2 separate regions of the Arachis hypogaea genome follow, and region 2 is linked to region 1. Evidence: chromatin contacts called from public Hi-C data. All regions are on one chromosome and are shown on one strand. Each heading gives the region's core, a stretch centred on a gene start, on an enhancer-like site or on the middle of the called end of the contact. The rest is flanking DNA. Distances are from core to core; before and after follow the strand shown. Region 1 holds the start of LOC112765051. Region 2 holds the start of LOC112764996 (DUF21 domain-containing protein At1g47330).

Region 1 (7,891 bases), core at 3,971-6,470:
TTATGAGAGGTCCAGAGTTATACTAACTTGAGAGACCACTTCAAATGATGTATCTCATCTTCAATGCGATCACGCTCGCTCCTCAGGAATTGAAGTTCCTGTACAAGACTATATATGTAAAATTCTTCCTGAATGTGTATTGGCTTGTCAATTGTCAATCAACAAGAGGGATAAGAATTCAAAAGAACGCCTTATTAAAAGCATCAAATGCCTATTAAAAAGTATTCTTAAAAATGATAGACAACCAGAACTATTTTACCATAGCAAAAAGCTTGATATGATTGTTGACTCTTAGATAGGCGTAGCATTCCTACCACTTTATTCTATTCAATGATAACAATTGACTGTACTTGACCTCTGTTAAAATTCTAGTAGTGTAGCATAACTCAAATCTTTTATGGATTAATTTATCCTGGCCATTTGATCAAAATTTTCAAAATAAAAAAATAAAAATAAAAAATATATGTAATAAAATTTAAATGTACCTTGCGGGTATCTCTTGACTCCCACAGCAGCTGAACCTCCTTCTCAAGCTCTGGTATTACAAGCATGGTCCTCCATCCTGCTCATTGAGCACATAGCATCACAATAAGATATAAGTTACTTCAAGAAGAATCCGCAAATATAAATAAATTTTTAAAGAAGGAATTCTACATAAGCAAGCAGCGATTGGATTCATTTCTTGAAAAATTCAATCAATTTCAGTCTCAGATTTTCATGTATCTGTACTATTTCTCAGATCATAGCCAGAAGAGATGCCATAAAAGACTAGTTAATAGAATTGAATGCAAAAATATATTTAATATAATAGCTGGAAGGAATCATATGATATACCAAGAACCTTTTTGCTGCGTAGTATATCTCCGTAAATGTGATCCCCAACATACAGAACCTACATGTAAAAGCATTCAAATTTTCACAGGAAACTTTAGTATTGCAGCAACCGACAATTACTACAGTTCTTAAATCAACTACCACGATTATATTAAAACAATCGACTCGTCAAATCAGAAACAAAATGATGTGAGTTATTACCAATTGTTCACGTATACTCCGTAAAGAAAGACAGTACCTGTGAACTTGATTCAATGGAAAGTAGCTTATGCAGATGAGCAACATTGCCTCCCTGCAATAGAAGGTCATAATCACTATATATATTCTGAATGAAATGCTCAACTATCAAACCATTATTGGATACAGATGAAATATTAAATTAACACTACCTTCAAAACGTTCCACGTAAACTTAAAAAACTTGTAATTTTATGTAAGATGATGAATAATATACCTGGAATACTTGACAAGCATGATTCTTCTGTTCTGTGAATAACCTTGCAGAGATATTACCCACCTTCCATAAAAAAAAAATAAAAAAAAAAAAAGAGGAAAAGGATGATTCAAGTTTTCATACAAGACCATTGAAGAAATCAATAATATAATCTGCTGTACTGCTAACCTGAGGCATAGGAGAGCCATTATCTGTATTGAGAAGCATTCCAGTCTCAGGCACAACCCCAAATAGGTTGGCGCGATTTTCCTCATGAAAAAATCCTGGCTTTGCACTGTATGAATTGAAGAATTGATTGGGTTAACAACGAAAAGTCATGTTATATTCTCATAAAAATATGTTCTAAGTTTTAACTTGTATGTTTCTTATAAATTATCTAGTTCATAAAATGTGTGATACATGATATCTCATCAAAGGAAAACAAATTGCAAGTACAATGCACAGAATAATACAGGGACGTAATAAAACTTGCATGTTGTGGAAATGAAAATTCTATAATTTGATAATATAGGGCAAAATTCACAATATCCAGAATGATGTGGCCAAACAAACATAAACAAATACAGATCCTTGGAAAAGAACATGACCTGCCAGTGATAACAACATCGAAGTATTGAAGCCAGGCAAAACTTTTACTTCCATCTACCTCACTGGATCCAGAGAGGAAATTCATGACAATGTTTGTGTAGTCCCACAAACTGCAAATGCCATATTAATGTTCCATCCGTCAGTAATAACCACAAGATGGTTTGACTAGTCATTAATACCCCTTTCTTCTTAAGGCTTACATAGAAAATTCATAAGTACCTATTTGTCACTAAAAATGTTGCACGTCCGGATTCTCTGAGCATTTCAAGCATGGGAACTATTGAAGGATCTTCATTAATATACCTGAGATATAATTTATACACAAAAAATGACCAAGTCAGAATAATTTCATCAAAAAATTCATATACACTACGAGAAATTTAGGGGACAGCATGTTTTACAAAGGGTTATTACACTGAATCTGAAATTTCACCACCCAAACAAAATTGTTCATTTATTTCTCACTTTAATAGGTTAGCAATTTTATGTTATACCTTTTTGGATCTTTAGCAACCATTTGCTTCAATGTTCCATCACGGTGGCACAAATCAACTGCAGCTCTAACATCTTTGTACATGCGAGCATAGCTGGAAGGAACATTCAAAAAGAATACATGCATGTAGCAAAAAACACTCATATTAGTAATTATTTACTGCCGATTGGAGGGTTTCAAGACAAACTATGATTGCAGCAGTCCTAATATGGTTTCATCTTGAAAATAGAAACAAAAAGCATACAAAAGTTCAGCAAAAAAAAAAAAAAAAAAAGAAAAAAGAAAAAAAAAAAGAACTGAAGTAAAAATAAGACTTACTCAACACTTTCTTGAATCTTTCCAGGATTTTCATCCTTAAAATCAACCAGTTGAGCAAACAAGTAGGCTTCCGCAAGTGAAAAAAGTGTATCAATTAAAGCATAGTCAGGCTCATCAAAAGAATCACGAACTAATGTATTTCCATAGGTCCCCACTTTATCTTCTTTTGACAACTCTTTAAATCCATGGTAGGCAACTTTGACATACTTATGACGATCCATCTAAATACATACAGCCAATAGTTCAACAACCAAACAGGAGCTAAAAGTTAGTTATCATCATAGTTAGCCAGTATATTTCATCATTGAAAAAGAAAATGTGTTCAGTGTAACCTTCAAGATATTGCCTCTTTTTTTGTCAAGAACCAAGCCCCGGACCATGTATTTCCAGTCAAAGCACCAATTTAGCAACTGCAGCAGAGGTAAAGCTTTTAGCCCTAAATAACCAGGCAGCAGCAGCAGCAGCAACAACAACAAGAACGTCATAATATAATTTGATTATACCCATGGAGAACAGTAGAATAAACAAAATCCTTTACCAAAGTGAACCCCAACAGCATTTTCATCATAGTTGCTACAGGAAGAAAAATGATCAAACATGGAAAGAAGTGCTACATAAATTAATTGGACAAACCTCACGAGGATATCCCAAATCATAAACCAACTTTTTAATAGTGCCTTGATAAGCAAGAGATTCAAACGTTTCAGGCTTGTATTGAGCCAGAGTATAATCCATGTCAAATCCCACAGCAACGATGTTCTTCATGTTCAGTGACCGGTTACAAAAGATCTGCTTGCGTATATCAGTTTTACATCCATGCTCAGGATATGATGACCATACATGTGGCTTTGCTCCATTACCAGCAGCAGGCAAATCCACTAAAGTTTGGTCATGTACACCAATACCATTGTTCCCATCCATTGGATGTCTAGCATGCAAGTGATTAGCTCCTGATAGATTTAAGCCATTACAAAGAATTATACTCAGGCATTACATTTGAATCACTTTGGTATAGATAACAACCACAGGGTGTTAAAATGAACCTAAAGAACTTTCCACACTCTTGGTCTTCAAACCAGACATCTTCATACCAAAAAGACAACAATTAGGGGTTTCATTGAAATAAAAACTGCTACATGTTAATCAGATAGACATATATTTATTCAGGATAACAGAGATTAATTAGTCTCTTAGAACAAAGAAGTACATATATACATTAGATGATTCAGCACAAAATTATGCAGCAACAAACCCTGAAACTTTAATTACTCTCACAAGTTAAACTGCAAAAGAACAAGATGGCGAGACCTCACAAAAATAGCATTAATAGAAAGAAATTTGGACATCTTACCTTTTAGTTTCGAAAGAATTAAAAGCGCACAATGCACTAGGCTATGTTCCAACTCTAGGAATTCCCCAAGCTAGGCTCCAAGAAACACCTAGAAATTCAACTTCTGAAATTAACAAAAGCAATTCTCTAAGTTCTCCTACTTCCTACTATAATCTAATATTTCCCACCACCAATCCATAATGAAGACTTGACCGAACTAGTGACTTGCTTAAAACAAACAACGCAAGGCGACACCAAAAAATCTTAGAGCGCAAGAAAACGGAAACTCGGAAATCGAGGCAAACGAGAGGGAAAAACGAAAACGAAAAAACCGAACCTCGTGAGGTGGCGTTGGCGAGAGAGCGAGGCGGTTTTGCGGAGATTCCAGAAGAGAATCGAAGGCGGGAAGAGAAAAGAGGCGCGAGCTGATAGGAAGAGAAGGTTGAGAGAGAAAAGAGCGATAAAGGCTTCTTCGGTATTCGCATGGCGAAGTGATTGTTAAATAGGCATAGGCATGGTGATGATGATGGTGGTCGTGGAGGTGGAAACCGCGATTGCGAGGGAATCAGATTCTGCAAAACGAGCGTTTCAGGTGCAAATGCAATTACAGCTAGGAAATGCAGCTGCACCAGCATTTACCTTACCACTTAATATTCAAGCTTAGTTGGAAAATTGGATTTCGATTTTTGGAAGGTATATCACACATGGCACCGCATCAGGAAAGGATTATTCCTCCCCTAGAATTGGTTATAAATGAATAATAATCACTCACTAGTCACTATTGTACTAAATTAATTCATTTTCAGGAAGGAATTAATTCCCCCTTTCCTTAGTGGCTATTTATTACTTCTAGCATTGTATTTGTCTACTATGATGATTCATCTTCCTTAGACAATATCAGTGCTTTGGTGGGTTGGGGAAAATGTGCGACGTTGGTGGAGAAATAAAGAAGGGTAGAGAAGAGAGAAGAGGGTGGTTCCGTTTCGTGAGTTGAGACTTGGGATTTGAGATGATGATGATGATGCCACGTGGAGGACCACGAGGGAGCCGTGCTGGTAAGAGCTTTTTTGCATTTTTCTACTCAATTTTTCTGGTTCTGCCGTGGATAAGTAAATCCCGGCCACAATTTTTGGGAAACTAATAATAAAAATAAAGTGACTAAAATTAAAAAACTACTCAAATCAAAATCGGAATCATACGATACCAATGCCTTTTTATTTTCCATCTTTATTTAATCGCTTGTGCCACGAGCAACACAAGTTTTGCGCATGTGATGTGATAACAATACATCTACATCATGATATGGACTGATCTATTATTGTTTTTCCTTTTTCTTATTTTTTTTCTTGGTAATAAACGAGGCAATCTATCACTGTTAATATTGGAAATATTGATTAGAGTGATGTTACGTGGTCCGGTCTCCGTGCCTGAAAATGGTTTAATGTACAATAATTAATCACAATTTGAAACTGTATCAACGTTGCGTTCTTCTCTCATAGAGCATAATTGATCATGACTGGTAGTACTGTAGCACGTATAGATTGTCTTAACCAGCAATATAGGCTTCTTGTACGAGCAATAAAGAGGATTTCTTCTGAAAAAAAAAAAAATCATTATTTCTCATAACAAATTTTCCATCTTTATTTTTTGAGATTCAGTTTTTTGGACGCAGCAATACCTTCACCTAATACATCAACGAACTTACAGAAATGAGCAGTGAATTTTATGAAAAGTAAAAAGTTCGCCTTTAGTGCAGCGAATTTTGTGTAACTTAGATAAACCGCATGGTCCCGCCTCTCTCATTTCTCACTCCAATGAAGAAAAACCTCTTCTTCTCGTCACTTTTTCTTCTTATATTTTACTTCTTCTCTCCTTTCATCTCATGTCAATTTTCAAGTAACTTTTTTAAATTATTTTTTTATTATATAATTTATTTAATGTTATTTTTAAATTTAAAATAAATATTTTTAAAATTATTGTTAAGTATAATTATTTAGAGATAATTATTTAGAAATATAGAGTTAATTATTTTGAGTTAATAATTTAAAAAAATATAACAATAACTATTTATCCTTAATTATTTAAAAATTTTGTTATAATTATTTTGGCTTAATGATTTAGAAATATAGAGATAATTATTTTGAGTTATTTACTTAGAAATATAGATATAATTATTTAGATAATTATTTAGAAATTAGTGGTAAGTATTAGAGATATTTTATTGATTATTTTTTTTGAAGTAAAAGAGCTCAATATAATAAGGTAGAGCAACAACAGAACAAAAAGAAAACTAAACAGCAAGTACAAAAGTTCAATCTATAGTCATCTCTGACATTACCATCAACAACCATTAGGATCAACTCTATTCAACTCTTCGTAGCTCATAAGCGACCTATTGATAACTTTTGCTACTCCTGCTTTTTGACTCCTGAAATTTTTTTTATTCCTTTCTATTCATATATGTCAAATGATAGCAAAAAAATCAATTAACCACCTTTTACACTCCTTCTTTCTTACAAGCACTCCTGTCCAGCTCTCAAAATGTTGCTTAATTGTCTTTGGAATAACCTACAATCTACCATAGTCAAACAACCACGTACACCACACCTGCCAAGTAAATTCACAACCAAAAAATAAGTGATGAAAATCCTACACACACACACACGTTGATCAATAACGCCTAACCTACATAATCTCTCCTTAGTATTGACTCTACCAACTAACACAAATCAGATGAATAACTCAATTCATGGAGGTACTAAACCTCTCCAAATAGAACTAGTGAAACTATAGCTTGTAATATCCTCTAGAAGTATTTTCGCCTGCAAAACTTGCACAAAGGAATTAGTAAACTAAACGCCTGTTTATCAAATTTCCACACTAGTCGATCCTCTCTTTCAGTTGTTAAGTTGACTGACCGTAGAACTCCATGAAGTTGGTTAACTAGTTCCAACTCCCATTGGAATAGTTTCCTTCTCTACTGAAAGTTCTATATCCACTCAAACCTATCCCAAAACATATAATCTCCTATAACAGAACTGTTCTGATTTGAAACTGAGAAAAACCTTGGAAAATGTCCTTCAACACACTACCTGAAAACCAATTGTCCTCCCATATTCAGTTAATAGAATGAGTAGAAAAGAGTATATTGAGGAGTATAAAATACCCACTCTAGTCGTTGCTTTTCTTTCTGTTACTCCGAAAGTAGCTGCTTCAGCTTCAGCCACTCGAATTTTCGATATTCCTTTTTTATTTCTCATCAAACGAATGGCATCTTCTTCATTGGACTCTTCTACCTTTTCTTACCTCTAGAGATAAACCCTGGATCATCTTATCTCTCACCTCCTGCTCCTTTATCTGCAACTGACATTTATTCTTCCATGGACCTCCTCTTGTAGGTACAGACTGATGAAAAACAATACATTAGGATTTAAATTATTACAAGAACACACAATCTTTTTTTCATAATGGACAATCATCCTTAGAGAACCGCTACCACCATTTGAATAAAAGAGCGATATTCTGAATTACTGCATCTCCAACTTCTAAACTTCCTACTCTTTTTTTGGAGCTTGTACTATTTCTCATTCACTAAGGGTATCCCATGTTTGCTATTTTTGTTACTCCAGAGAAATCTCCTTTGCAATGAAATTAACTTCTCTGCTACTGTTTTTGGCATTTTGTATAAGATGAGATAATACACTGGCAGACTATTAAACTCTGATTTAATAAGAACCAGCTTACCAACTTTATTTAAAATTTTTACTTTCCACAAATTGAATTTCTCTTTCATCTTGTCTATAATCAATTTTCATGTCTTGACAAGTCTCAGATTCGCTCCCAGTGGAACACCAAAATATTTAACTAGCAAGGAT
Region 2 (7,891 bases), core at 3,153-5,652, 170 kb after region 1:
ACAAAACAAATTCAAATATTCACATTTGACATATATGACATTCATATATGTCGTCTTCTTCTCTACAATTATCAACTTTCAAGATATATTTTTTTTTACTTTGAACTATTTTACTTTTACAACATATATTACTCAATATATATTGCGACTTTATACCTATTCATTTTCTCAATTTATCTTATTCATATCAGATCTTCACTATAAATTGTAAATATTCAATAACTAATTGCTTTGAGAGAGAAATTTATCAATAAGTTGTTGTGGGTCGGAAAAATTATCAAGACAATTAACCATTATATCCTCGGATCATACAATCGATTCCGTCAATGGATATCTATCTCTGAACTTTTCAGTTCACATACAATCAAATGCTAAAATTGTTCTTAAGCGGAAAAGTATCCCCCACACAACTATCTTGATTGAATGACTCTTATCACTCAATTATTTTTTGAATAAGTGCCGACATAATAACCCGACTAAGCTTGGGGGTTCACCATATCATTATTCACTTATCTTTTAACTGAGTTATAACTCATTTTATTTTCTAAGCTTAATCGGCCAAACTTAGCTAGAACAGATACCATGCTGGATTAGATATGGTGGATGGTGCAGTAAGAAATGCTTGTGGATTATGGAAAAATGGAGTTAGTAGTGGAGGAGTGGAAGCTGTGGAATTGCTTTGTGATGAAGAGGGAGATGTAGAGTAAAAACCATAAGTGTGTGGCCTGAATGATTGATACTGAGAAGGGGGGTGGAAGTTCTTGGTTAAATTGATGGAAGAAGTGCCAAGCAATGTGACCAACACGACCGCATACGTGACACTGAGGTCTGGGAGAAGTATAGAAGGACCTTCCTCCTGTGGTTTGTCTTCCTCGTCTTCCTCCAACTCCACGATTGAAATTTGGAATGGATGAAAAGGAGGTTTCTGTGAGGTTCACTTGCATCACCAGATTCTCTGGCTTTCGATACTTATCAAGCATTTCATCATGAGTTAGCAGCATAGTTTAAACCTCACAAAGACTAAACATTTTTGGTTTTGAATTGAAAATAGTCATAAGTATTTGATAATCCTCATTAAGTCCTTCAAGAATAGCTTTAACCTGTTTTTCTAGTTTGACAGGCATTCCCAAAGCTGCGAGAGAATCTGCAATGGTTTTGATTTTGGAAATGTACTCTGATGGTGTGTGATTGTACTTCTTGATAATCTTGAGTTGTGCCTTCAATTGTTTGATCCTAAATTTTGTTGACTCCTCAAAATAAGCCTCAAGCTTGTGCCAAATTTGATAGCTATAGACACATCCAATCATTTTTGGCTTAAAAATTGAGTCTATAGAAGCCAATAACCAAGACATTAGGTTTTGGTTATCTTGGATCCATTGTGTGTATTAAGAAGATTCAATCCCAGCAAGTTGATTTTCTGAGTTATCAAAACGTGTAAAAATCTTTTTTTGATGCAGATGATCTTCCAATGCAAGTCCTCTAATAGCTACTAGGGCTTGTTGTTCCCATATCTTGTGGTTAGTTTCTCCTAACTTATCTTGAATCGGATGAAAGAGCCTTTAATTGAAAATTTGAAATGGAATCTGATTAAAAATTATATTGACGGCATTTGAATCTTTGTTGCTAGAGATAGCAAAATTATCGGAAGGTGAGGCCATGGATCTTCAAAAAGAAAGAAAAACTAGACTCTAGATACTATACAAGAATTTTAGAATTATGAATTTTGAATGAGAGAGAGCAAAACACCATAAAAAGAAAGAAAAGACAGAGAAGAGAAAAATAGAAGGCAGAAATTAAAATTAAAAAATAATAGAGAGAGAACGAATACATTGACATATTTAAAATTACAGCAATAGCTTATATATATACACAAGATAAAGATATATATAACTGTCTAATATTAAGACTCACTCACAAAATATACCACCAAATAAAACCAAATTAACTACTTTTCTACTATTTCTTTAATTCTATAATGAATAAAGATTTAAAATCTTATCTTTTCACTCTTTTACCATCAATACCAACAAAAATGGTATAATTTTGGTTTTTATAATTTTAGCCTATGAAAATGTAATTGAATATGTAAATTGATAAATTCTTGTAGTCGGATTTATTTACGTAAATAATGAAATTTTTTATTTTATTTTTTAAAAAAACGCGTCACTTCGATTGTAGTGTTTATTCACTCATCCAAATTTCGACTTTGAAATATCTATTGCTATAAGCTATTCACTTATCTTTTTTTTTTTGACGGATATAAGCTATTCACTTATCTTTTTTTAAATAGCTAACCTACTAAAATTGACACTATGTGACTAAGCAAATCTTTGTTATACAAAAATACGAATCAAGTTATACTTAGAAAAGAGACTTTAGTGTCCACTATCCAAATATGTAATTTTTTTAAGAATGAAAAGAAACAAAGGGAAACAGCCTAAAACTATATACCAAATGATATTTTATATTTATTTTTTGTCACGCACAAATCAAATGGGTTAGCATGATCTCTATACCTAATCTAATATTAATATTTAAACACCGCGGATTACACAAATCGACAAACAAACAACGCGAAAACCGCCATCCAAATGAATCTAAATCCAAAATTTGTTGCGTTGTAAATGCAGCATAAAGCAAAGTAACGCAAAGGCCAAGAAATATGTATGCATAGATCGGGTCCATTTTGCAGAGAATATTATCTCTTGATCCTCTTAATTATACTTCTGAAATGCTTCCCCCATTCATTGGAATATAATATTTTTGTCCGTAACTATGCTTTTGTTGTCTCGTTAATTACAGTTTTAATCGTTAATTACAGTTTTAATCATTTACTATACATATAATGGAAATATAAAATAGAATTAGTATAAAATTTTCTTTCTTAAAATATCTCTTATTATATGTAACCTATAAAAAATATTTTATTAAATTAATTTCAGAATTTAAATTCACAACTTTTTGTTTTAATGTAATATACAATTACTCACTATTTTAAGTAAGATCAAATTTGTTCACCTTATTATAATTGATATTCTATTAATATTCGAATCATTAAATAAAACAAATCAGTCCATGAGCACGTGCTTTACCTGCGTGAGCTGTATGTAACCGATCAAGGCCGATAACTGATGATTACAACTGTCTATTCTTCAGCAATATTGTTGTTATTGTTGTTGTTTATAAATTTAATTATTTTATTAGTTTATATAATTTTATTAAATTTATAATTAAATTTTTATATATTTTTTAATTTGGTTCTTATATTATTTTTAATTTTATAATTAAATTTTTATTAATATAAAAAATATTAAAATTATAAAATATTTTTAATGAATTAAAAATACTAATAATTAAAAATTTAATTAAACCTTTAACTACATATTTTATGAAAAAAATTTACTTTAATTTTGATATTTTTAACACAAAAATAATTTTACTCTTAAAAATAGTATAAAAATTCAACCAAAAAAAATATAAAAATTTAATTATAAATTTAATAAAATTATAAAAACAGAATTATATTATTTTTTAATTAAATTTTTAAATGAGTTGACTGGATAAAATAATTTTATATTAACGACACGTAAGAATTAAATTTATCTTCAAAGTAAAAAAGATTAAAAAAGAAAGAATTACTGAATTAGTTTTGTTCCTCCACTTTTCTTAATATATATGTGGCACTAAGTACCTCCTCTACTTGTTTTATTTTGGTGTCAACATATATCTAACGTGTAAATTATACCAATCTAATGTCAAATTAGGTGATGCTATAAGTTATTAAAAATGCTTTAATAGTAAAAAAAATAAATATTAACATTTCATAAATCATACTATCATAGTACTAAATAATATTATCCGGAATATTCCTACAATCTCCAAATAGTAAATCTAGATGACAATAAAATAACCTTTCGGTATAAAAGAGTTAGTGCATGTTTGGGCGCCATTATTTTGTTAAAAAAAGATCTTTTTTCAATGAAAAAAGATCTTTTTTTTATTTTTTAACGTGTTTGGCAAATTTCTAGTAGTAAAAATAAAAGCACTAGTAAAATCAAAAAAAGATCTTTTTTGAGAAGCTGTAATTTACATCTTTTTTTAAAAGATCTTTTTTCCTTAAAAAAAAGATGTTTTTCGTGTAATAAATGAACAAAAAAGTACTTTTATATTGTTATACCCAAACATAATTGATAGATAAAAAGACCTTTTTACATGAGATATCCAAACATAAAATTACTTTTACTTCTCTATAAGATCTTTTAAAAAAAGATAACTCAAAAAAAGATCTTTTCTCAAAAGCTCACCCAAACAAGTCCTTAATCTGGGGCATGTTTCTTAATCTGATGACAATCAGATGTAATTATAATTATAATATATACTGAGTTTAAAAATTTGTTAATCTCGATTAGGAAAAGAAGATGACAGAATGGTGTAGTTTAGTAATAGTGAAGCAAATTAAACCGAGTTGGGGGAAGAAATGTTCGCAATTGAATTGCAAGTTGCCATTTCACACCGTAACTAACAAACACATTGAAATTTAACAAACCAAAAGCCCCGTCAGTCCGTCACTCCCCACCCGAAACAGAGAAAGAAAAGAGTGTGTGTGTGTCGGGGAAAGAGAAAGAAACAAAGAAAGAAAAAAAAAAATGGCGGAGGTGGCGTGCTGTGGAACAAAGTTCTCGCTTTACGTGCTTGTAATCATAGGTTTGGTTTGCTTCGCGGGTCTTATGGCGGGTCTCACTTTGGGACTCATGTCTTTGGGAATCGTCGACCTCGAAGTTCTCATCAAGTCTGGTCGCCCTCAGGACCGCATCCATGCCTGTAACTAACTTCTATTACTGCCTCAATTCTCAATTTTTTTTCTGTTACTATTTATATTTAATTATAGCTTTCACTATTCATATTCGGTTTTCGAAAGTTAGTAATATTGTTTTGCTACGATCGATTTGTCACGTTGGGATGCTGGGCCTCAATTAAATTTTGAATCTTTTGTTTGCTAAATTATTTCCTTTTTTCTATTCTTTTTTTAATAATCAGTGATTATGTCTGTGTGTACCTCTAGCTTGAGACTAGTGAATGATTTATGCTATATGATCTTTTTTCTTTCTGTTTTTCTGAGTTCTGGCTCGTTGTGTTGTGTTTGGCAGCTAAAATTTTCCCGGTGGTTAAGAATCAGCATCTTTTGCTTTGCACGCTTTTGATTGGGAACTCTTTAGCTATGGAGGTGCTATCACTTAGTTGTGATATCTTTTTTGTTCTTTGTTTCCTGAATCAGTCATGTTTTCCTTGCTTAATCATCACAAGTTCACAACACTCACTTCCTTCCCAATTTTCCTTTCAGACTCTTCCCATTTTTCTTGATGCACTTGTGCCTTCCTGGGCGGCAATCGCGATTTCGGTCACACTCATCCTTATGTTTGGAGAGGTAAATGAAATATTGATTGATCATTGATATGATAAGGAACAAACTCAAACTGATGCTGTAGTGTATTTTGTGTGGTTCTTTCACCCGTGAGTGCTATTTTTTGACCAATTGGATGTGACACTGCAGATATTGCCACAAGCAGTGTGTACTCGATATGGATTGACAGTTGGTGCAACATTGGCCCCGCTTGTTCGTGTTCTCCTTCTAGTGTTCTTCCCAATCTCGTATCCAATCAGCAAGGTGTGCTTAGAGTGTGACTATATGTTTGATTAACATGATACTGGCAAAACTTCTGTATCTAATGTTAGATTGTAATGTGTCCAGGTTCTTGATTGGATGCTGGGTAAAGGACATGCTGCCCTTTTGAAGAGGGCAGAGCTCAAAACTTTTGTGAATTTTCATGGGAATGAGGTACATAAAGTTCGAAGTTTAAGTTGAATTTGTAATGCATTCTGTTTGAATGTTTTAAGATGGAGTTCAATGGTTTGGTGTTGTTGTTCTATAACTCTATATTATTACTTACTCATGCTCTAATTTTTTTCAATATCTCTCTGTTTAGTGCAATACTAATTACCATGGCTACTCGTTTGTGCTTTTGTCTAGGCTGGTAAAGGAGGAGATTTAACACATGATGAGACAACCATCATTACTGGTGCACTTGACTTGACTGAAAAGACTGCAAAAGATGCTATGACTCCCATATCAAAGGCATTTTCCCTTGATCTGGATGCAACTCTAAATTTGTGGGTTTGTGAATTCTTTATCATTTTCTCTAACTTGTCTATATCTTATTTTGTTCTGACCATCTTCATTGTGTCCATACTGAAGGGAGACACTGAATGCGATAATGTCCATGGGTCATAGTAGAGTTCCGGTTTATTCAGGAGAGAAAACAAATATTATTGGACTTGTTCTGGTAATTTTTCTTCCTTCTGTAATTTTGTAAGTAGATATATGGGATTGCAGATACCTAATGTTGTTAATTCCTGCAATCAAATTGGATATGACTTAAAAGTTGATACTGCTGTGAAAATAGTTGTTAGTTTTTCAAAATTCGTCTATCCTTTTTTGTTCCTTGATGTGTTTGGCTATGTCGAACTATCACATGATTGTTTACCCATGCTTTTGCCTCCTCTCTTATCATCATTTTGCTCTTGCTTCTAATGATAAACTTTGAAATACAACAGTTGAATTGATCCACTGTTAGTAAAAAAAGTTTACAAGGACCGGTGTAGGTTGAGAACTTCATTCTTATCCTGATTATTGTTTGATTACAATATACCTAATGATTGATTATGGATATGGAATTATGGGAAGGTTAAACTCATCTGGTGGTAGAATGTGCGTAGACACTTAGAACTAAAAATACTTTTTCCCCTTTCTTTTTATGTGTGATACTGATACATATTACATGGTAAGTAGTGAAATTGGAACTCCACTTTCTATTCTCTAATATATCTGCTATCTATTGCATACATGCAGGTAAAAAATCTTTTTATGGTTGATTCAAAGGCTGCAGTTCCTTTAAGAAAAATGATCATCAGAAAAATTCCACGGTAAGTTACTTTTATATCCTTCTCTATGAACTTGATGTTCTATATATTTGTATTTTTCTCAATTTCAGTGGCGTTCATATCCTGTGATTATTGCTAGATAGTGATGATTTCCTCTTCATTTTCCTTCAGTGTTTCAGAGAATATGCCTCTGTATGATATATTGAACGAGTTTCAAAAGGGTCACAGTCATATTGCAGTTGTGTATAGGGATCTAAATAATACAACAGAAGCACTCAGAAAAGTCAAAGGTGGCGATCAACATGAGGTCAAAGACAGCTGCAGGAAGAAGGGAGAAAAGGCATCCTCGGATAAAGGTAAAGAACTATAGACTTAAATTAAAAAAATGGATTAACTTTATTTATTCAGGAGCATGTTTTTGTTATACCATTTACAGTCCGGATTTGTTAAAATTGATCAATAAAGTTAATTACTTTCTTAAAAACAATTGTTCTCTTTAGTTCTTTCTAAGGGTATCTTTGATTACTCCTGTTTTGCTGGCTGTGCTGGTATTTTCTGGAGCTTCTGTAAAACGAAATTGTCAGGTGCATTTGTTTTTCCTTTTCAATTTTACTTTTTGCATTACATGGTTTCTACTTCACTTGTTTGTGGTTTTCTTCCTGTATCATAGAGACATATGCATCACTTCCTTCGTTTGGGCTCATGAAATTTCTTGGTTTATCAACTCAATGAAACTCTCTGTGCATTATCTTATGGACCTGAATGTTGCCATAAATATAGGTGGATCGGAGTCAAATGATGGGTCACCACAGGTGAAGAAAAGTCCACCAGCAACTCCTGCTTTTAAAAAGCGACATAGAGGTTGTTCGTATTGCATCATGGACATTGATAATTCCCCGCTGCCGGTGTTTCCACCAAATGAAGTAGTTGTTGGTGTTATTACAATGGAGGA

Evidence for each region. Hi-C and Micro-C count contacts between places; a contact is called where the count stands out from the background.
Region 2: a Hi-C map of an unstated tissue shows a contact between it and region 1, with 3 times the contacts expected there. The contact joins the promoter of LOC112764996 here to the promoter of LOC112765051 in region 1. A contact is called at or near these places in 3 of 8 Hi-C or Micro-C datasets (leaf and an unstated tissue).

The regions. Positions count from the first base shown.
Region 1 is chr17:114,071,688-114,079,578 of arahy.Tifrunner.gnm2.J5K5, forward strand. LOC112765051 reads right to left here and starts at 5,221. Exons shown (of 17, transcript XM_025810910.3): 1 at 4,354-5,221; 2 at 3,320-3,636; 3 at 3,019-3,096; 4 at 2,687-2,907; 5 at 2,370-2,462; 6 at 2,095-2,178; 7 at 1,875-1,985; 8 at 1,456-1,561; 9 at 1,288-1,350; 10 at 1,073-1,126; 11 at 835-892; 12 at 486-562; 13 at 28-98. The coding sequence starts at 4,651.
Region 2 is chr17:114,243,075-114,250,965 of arahy.Tifrunner.gnm2.J5K5, forward strand. LOC112764996 (DUF21 domain-containing protein At1g47330) reads left to right here and starts at 4,403. Exons shown (of 12, transcript XM_025810850.3): 1 at 4,403-4,821; 2 at 5,148-5,224; 3 at 5,342-5,425; 4 at 5,552-5,665; 5 at 5,750-5,836; 6 at 6,029-6,168; 7 at 6,254-6,341; 8 at 6,908-6,981; 9 at 7,111-7,295; 10 at 7,720-7,891. The coding sequence starts at 4,647.